Linked DNA regions of Triticum aestivum: region 2 is linked to region 1. Evidence: chromatin contacts called from public Hi-C data. All regions are on one chromosome and are shown on one strand. The core of a region is the stretch at or near the end of the contact, and the rest is flanking DNA. Distances in the headings are between cores, read along the strand shown. Region 1 holds the start of LOC123063416 (cytokinin dehydrogenase 4). Region 2 has its middle 20 kb from the start of LOC123057227.

Region 1 (3,462 bases), core at 95-2,594:
GTCGAGTTCGACCGAACCACTTGTCCGCACGCACCCCGTCGGCCAGTGCCCGTCCATCGCGTCGTGTCGGTGTCGGTCGGTTTCACATCGATCGCAGCCTCTTTCTTTTTCTACTCCTATTTTGTTACCCCGGACTCCACGCAGCGCATGCGTACGTGCGTCGTACGTGGCCAGGAACCCACGTACGCACGTGAGAGGGCACGCGACGGTCCAAGTCGTACCACAAAGGGTGGTTGCCTGTATCGTGTACGTACCTGTACACGTCGCCGTCAGGGGGATGCTGTTGGATACGAGAAACTAACTGGTCACGGCCCCCACGCCTCCTCCGACCTCTCCTCTCCCACCTGCGCCTGCGTGCATGATTGCTACGTACGCGCACGCGGTTAACCGGGGAGGGAAAAACAAGAGTGGGTGAGAATGCGCGCCAGCCAAGTGGTCAAGCCATTCATCCTCCAATAATTATAACTGCAAATCATTTGACAGCAGCTGCTCTGGTCGGTCAGTCAGTCTCCGGAAGAGAAGAGAAACAACTAGTCGTTATTTACCAGGTGTGATGATCCAAGCCCATACGTTTTTAAAGTAAAAAAAAATATTGACGAGAGCGTATCCTGACTGTCTGGCGATGGTGAAGAGCATGTGAACATGGCACAAAGCATGTAGGCGTCGCTGCGGGCTGGGCGCGGACAGCCTCATGCGCGCCATGTGAACCCTGCGACTGCGAGCGCAACGGCAGCAGCAGGTTCGGAGAAGATCCGTCCGTCGACCCGCCGGTGTCGCGTCGCCACGGGAATTTACAAATCCGGCCGGCAGGGCACGACAGCGCTTCGCTCTGCCGGAGCCTGGTGCCACTGGGAGGAACACACCTGCATGATCCATGGAGAATATATGATCTTTGCCGCGGCTGGCGCTCCATGCGGAATCGATCCGGTGCTCGATCGGCTGACAGGTTCTCTGATACTCAGATATTGGAGTCGTGTCTCTTCCACTGGGGTACGTTTAACGGCCGGCAGAGGCAGACACATGGCACCCCGCCCATGCATACATGCTTCAGATGGACGAGACGGCGGAGACCGGGCTGTAAAAAGAAACATTTGCGCCACTACGGCATGTCTCCGTCCAGAATGTGCAAGCAAAAGCAACAGGGAAACCAAGCAGTCGGTCTTCCTACGGGTTCTACTTCTACGACCCAGCAGTGGCCGCGATTGGTTGACCGCGCCACTCACGTCCCCCCCTGCTGCTGCTGCTGCTGCGGCTGCGTCGGCGTCGCCACCCAGCCGGCCCGCCCGCGCGCGCCCTTTAAATCTGCCCCTCCCTCCCACTCCTCCCTCCATCCATCCCCACGACGCCCTTCACTCTCCCCCTTGTCTCTCTCCGCCGCTCCTGTTGCACCCTCCAGCAAGCCAAGAACTCACTCGCGCGCCGGTAACTATAGGCAGGTTGGTTGTTCTCCCTTGCAAGTTTCCTCCGCCGGCGCCGGCTTGCCGTCCACCAACCTGCCGAACTGCGTGGACACTTGGGGAGGGCTAGCTAATCGGGGTTGGCCGCGCAGCTTTCCTGAGGTATATATAAAGTTAGTCCGGGGAGGCAGCCATGGTGAGGGTGTCGGTGGTGTGCTGCCTCAAGCTGCTGCTGCTGCTCGCCCTGGGCGGGGTGACCATGCACGTGCCGGACGAGGGCGTGCTCGCGCCGCTGGGCCCGCTGCGGCTCGACGGCCACCTCAGCTTCCACGACCTGGCCACCGCGGCCCGGGACTTCGGCAACCGCTGCAGCCTGCTGCCGGCCGCCGTGCTGCACCCGGGCTCCGTGGCCGACGTCGCCGCCGCCGTGCGCCGCGTGTTCCAGCTGGGCGAGCGCTCGCCGCTCACCGTCGCTGCGCGCGGACACGGGCACTCGCTGCTGGGCCAGTCCCAGGCCGCCGGCGGGATCGTCGTCCGGATGGAGTCACTCGGGGGCAGCGCCATGATGCGGGTGGTGCAGAGCGGAGGCGCCGGGGTGCCTGCCTATGTCGACGCCCCCGGAGGCGCGCTCTGGATCAACGTGCTGCATGAGACGCTCAAGCACGGGCTGGCGCCCAAGTCGTGGACCGACTACCTCCATTTGACTGTCGGCGGCACCTTGTCGAATGCCGGGGTCAGCGGCCAGGCGTTCCGGCAAGGACCGCAGGTCAGCAATGTCAACCAGCTGGAGATTGTGACAGGTCTCATACAAACCCAGCCACACAAATTAATTAAGCACCAGGCATCATCATTAACTAGGAGTAGTCAGCAACAAATTAATCAGTAACTACATCTGTACCTGATCCATCGTCCCATGAACACCAAATGCAGGGAGAGGAGATGTCGTCACCTGCTCGCCCGAGGAGAACTCCGACCTCTTCTACGGCGCTCTCGGCGGCCTGGGCCAGTTCGGGATCATCACCAGAGCCAGGATCGCCCTCGAACCTGCACCAAAGATGGTACGTGAATACATGATCACACGAGCAAATCAATCATTTGTCACATTTCATTCAGTTGGACTGATCTCTTGGATACGATTGCAGGTGAGGTGGATCCGGGTCCTCTACTCGGACTTCGCGAGCTTCACCGAGGACCAGGAGGCGCTCATCTCGGCGGAGGAGACCTTCGACTACATCGAAGGGTTCGTGATCATCAACCGGACGGGCATCCTCAACAACTGGAGGACGTCGTTCAAGCCGCAGGACCCGGTGCAGGCGAGCCACTTCCAGTCGGACGGGAAGGTGCTCTACTGCCTTGAGATGACCAAGAACTTCGACCCTGATGAGGCTGACATCATGGAACAGGTGAGTTGATTAATCATTTTCTCGCCCCATGTACATACAAATGCAGATGTTGACGCCTTTGGCCCGCCCAGGTTGTGTGTGGTTTTCAATTAGTCTAATCTTTGTCTTTGTCTTTGCAGGAGGTTGGTGTGCTGCTGTCTCGGCTGAGATACATACAGTCAACCCTCTTCCACACCGACGTCACGTACCTCGAGTTCCTGGACAGGGTGCACTCCTCCGAGCTCAAGCTCAGGGCCCAGGGCCTCTGGGAGGTTCCACACCCATGGCTCAACCTCCTCATCCCGAGAAGCACCATCCACCGGTTCGCGCGGGAGGTCTTCGGCAAGATCCTGAAAGACAGCAACAATGGCCCCATACTCCTCTACCCAGTAAACAGATCAAAGTAAGCAAAGCAGTTCCATCAGAAACCTAATTTTTTTTACCACCTCTGTCCTCTGGTTGTACGTAGGTTTGATGGTAACGGATCAAGTGGTTAAATTGACACATTGTGGGGCGCAGGTGGGACAACAGGACGTCAGTGGTGATACCGGAAGAAGAAATCTTCTACCTGGTGGGGTTCCTGTCGTCGGCACCGTCCGCCTCAGGCCACGGCAGCGTCGAGCATGCGGTGAGCCTGAACGACAAGATCGTAGACTTCTGCGACAAGGCGGGCGTCGGGATGA
Region 2 (3,454 bases), core at 693-3,192, 140 kb before region 1:
GAAAAAATACTTGCAAAAGTGGAAAAATTTATTGAAAATCTTAGAACCTTTTTTAAAAATGGAAAGTTTTTTTGGAACGTGAACATTGTATTGGAATGAAAACTTTTTAAAATATTTGAACTTTTTTGGAAAGCCGCATATTTTCTAAAATTTTAATAATTTTTTGATTTTTTAAACATATTTGAGAAAATTGAATGTTTTATGAAAATTCAAATGAAATTCTACATTCACAAAAAATAGATTTTTTTTCGAAAAAACCTATAAACGATTAACAAGAAAGCAAAACCAAAACTATGGAGAAGGTTCCCAAAATCTGTTTTTCCAGCAGCTCAAATCACTCGCTACATGCTGCTGCCTTGTGCGTTTGCCTGCCTAGACGCAACGAGCGTCAAATAGAAAACACAGTCATATTCATTGCCTTAAGCACCGAATCGTACAGCGGCCGTGATCCATCAGTCTCCTGCTAGCTAGACCTCATTGTGTTACGCAAAAAAAAAGCTAGACCTCATTGTGAGCTCACATGCTGTTCCCTGGTCGATTCGGGTGTTTTTTTTCTCTCGTTCCACTGTTGTTGGATGGAGAAAGCATGTATCGGGTTTTACCTTCTTTTGTTTGGAAACGTTGGTGAAATCGAAAAATACTCTGGGTGTTTTAAAAATTCTTGTGAATTTGAAATTTCATAAGTGTCCATGAATTTTGAAAAAATAATTAATCTTAAAAATATATTTATGGATTTTAAAAAGTGCATGAACTTGAAATCATATTCTAGGGGGGCATCTAGTTTTGCTTCGACAGGGAGCAAGGGTAGTTTTTAGTTTTTTTTGTAGTATTTTTGTATGTTTAGTATGTAGTATATGCAATGTCACATTTGGTTGTGCTATGTTTATATCTATCATATCTACGAAACTATTATGACCTAGGTGTAAATGTTTGTAAGTAGGCTCGTCGATGGCGGGTCCGAGTTGGGTGACCGCACAAGGCCCCAAAATTTCGGCCTCTATTGACTGCTTTAAGTCAACCGATCAATTTTTTCTGCCTTGCTCGGCTTCTCTATTCCATTGATCGTTAACAAGACCCTAACATCAATTCCCCATCCGTCAATTGCCCAATCGCACGTGAAACTACGACATCTGATCGTCTTCATGGTTGACCACTTCTGCCGATCACCCACCACGAGCCGACCACGTGTGCCCTCACCCCGATTGCTCCACTGCTAGCTAATGGATTCATATGTTCTCATTTGATTTGATGGGAATGGCCGAACGGGGCTAGGTTTAGGGCAAAGTCATTAGTATTACTTGATTTCTCTTTGGGGAGCATTATAAAATCACCATGTAAGTGCTGTGCTACGCGGCGCTCATTGATTTTGTTTTTGTGTAGATTTTCCAATTTCCTATTTGAATAATAAAGCATTAAATTTCTTTTGTTTATGAAAACGGGAAAGTTTATTTCTTGATCTTCATCATATCTTCCGGAATCAGAATAGATGGACTTAAAGTTACATGATGAAGTCAGACTGTGCATTAGTTATGTTATTAGTTCTTCTGCTATATGAAGTTTTCGCGTCCTATTTTGATTGTCGCCTCGGGGCAACAAATTTCAGGAAACGTCCCTGCTTTGTATGGATTTGAACAAACATATTAGACATCAAAATAATCCAGTCCAACTGGAGATGCTGTTTATCACCACATATTCCATAACATGCTGAAGCTTCTACTGAGCACTGAGTACTGACATACTGCTGTGCAGCAGTCGTTAACTGCAAAATCGACTGCTGCTGCTGCTGCTGCACTGGGCTGCCCGGAAGTGGACCGACAGAGCAGCCTTGCTGTCCTGGGCCTGAAGCGCGAACGGACGCCGCGACCACTTGAGCAGCAAGCAGGAGGATATATCTACAGCCAGATTGGGTCCAGCGCTCCGCACTTTGGACCGAACTAGCCCGAACTTGGTCCTCTCGTGCAGTGGACCGGCCGGGGACATGCCTGGCCGCCGGGCAGTAGGAGAGAGAAGGTAGCAACTAGAGGCCGAGAGTGACATTGGGGGATTTTATTTCAAATGATTAAAAAATGATACTATTTTCAAGTTTAGAAAATCAAATAACTTCTGTGAAAACTTCTACATAATAAATGACGGGTCTGTAAAATTTCGTTCAAAAATATTATGATTTGCAAGCTGCATAAAGAAAACAAATTCTGGACCAGCAACCAAAAAAAAGCCCATTTACATGTACGCATTTCTTTTTTTGTGTACGCCACATATGAAAGTATATTGTCATATTCCGCAAAGAAAATATATTGTCATGAAATTTTCCCTGAACGTGTTATATATGTATTTGTGTGTGTACAGAAAGTTTTTTCTATGTAGAAATATGTTTTTGTTAAAGTCCTCCTCTGTGCAAATCCAATGATTTGAATAGTACCCCTGTGCAAATCCAAAACATAACCTAATTTAACCATAACAATCCAAAAGACCTCAAACGTACGCGTGGTAGGGCTCCCAGCCCGACTCAATCACGTTCTAGCTCTCGCTAACTAACCACCCCACATCATACCCAGCTGACCCATCGACACGTTGCAAATTGAGCATGAACCATGCGAGGTTGCACTACCACAGGAAGACCCAGTAGTAACGGGCACAAAAAGTCCACCATTGACGGGCGAGGCTATCAGGAGCGCCCGCCGCTGCTAACATGTCAACAGTGGCGACCGGGTCGCCCACCACTAGTAGAACATTTTCAGTGGCGGGTTGTGCTTAGTGCCAGCCTTGCTTCTACTAAGAAGGGATGTATAACTTCGATTCAAGCAGTTTATGTACCCGCAGACGATTTGATCGACCCTACCCCTGCCACAACATTTGCACATTTGGATGCTACTATCATACTTTCCAGAGGATTAGCTTTCAAGGGTATTTATCCAGCAGTAGATCCTTTAGATTCAATCGACGGGAATAGCAATGTCGGGCCTCCGTCTACACCCACCACAGTCGTGTGGGGTAGCACTGGCTAGCCCTTTTTGACACCTGCCGTTGGTAGCAATCCAACCCTATAGGAGAAACGCTGTTAGCGTTTTAATCACGTGATTGCAACATTTTGCACATGATTAACACGTGCATTACATATATAAAATATTGTCTCAACATTCAAACATTCATCCACACGCATACAACACATTACAATGTGGTCACAATAATTAAGAGCATTAGTGCAGCAAACAGAGTAAGAAATGCAGGGCAACAAACATGTCTTATCACACAATTAATATTTTGACAAGTTTTTTAAAGGAGTCTATATAACAACTTGGTACGTTGGTAATCGGCGAGAACAAGTCATCCACGTCCTTCGATTGTTCGGCTTTGTAGTTGGGGTTGTCGTCCGTCGTGTAGCTCTGGCTTGAAGTGGAACTTCCCGTCCTGACAACCTCCCCATTGATGATCCTTGCCGACACCTTCCGGAGGC

Evidence for each region. Hi-C and Micro-C count contacts between places; a contact is called where the count stands out from the background.
Region 2: a contact with region 1 is called in a Hi-C map of leaf, with 8 times the contacts expected there. The contact joins the enhancer-like site here to the promoter of LOC123063416 in region 1. A contact is called at or near these places in 4 of 5 Hi-C or Micro-C datasets (leaf and an unstated tissue).

The regions. Positions count from the first base shown.
Region 1 is chr3A:712,719,342-712,722,803 of IWGSC CS RefSeq v2.1, reverse strand. It overlaps LOC123063416 (cytokinin dehydrogenase 4), which reads left to right and starts at 1,344. Exons shown (of 5, transcript XM_044487183.1): 1 at 1,344-2,197; 2 at 2,328-2,455; 3 at 2,540-2,800; 4 at 2,920-3,182; 5 at 3,299-3,462. The coding sequence starts at 1,591. It also overlaps the pseudogene LOC123057226.
Region 2 is chr3A:712,856,504-712,859,957 of IWGSC CS RefSeq v2.1, reverse strand. No RefSeq gene overlaps it. Among protein-coding and RNA genes, the nearest start is that of LOC123057227, 20 kb to the left of the region's middle. Within about 2 kb of position 1,942, at least 2 of the 8 cell types and tissues checked have an H3K27ac peak or open chromatin away from gene starts, as enhancers often do.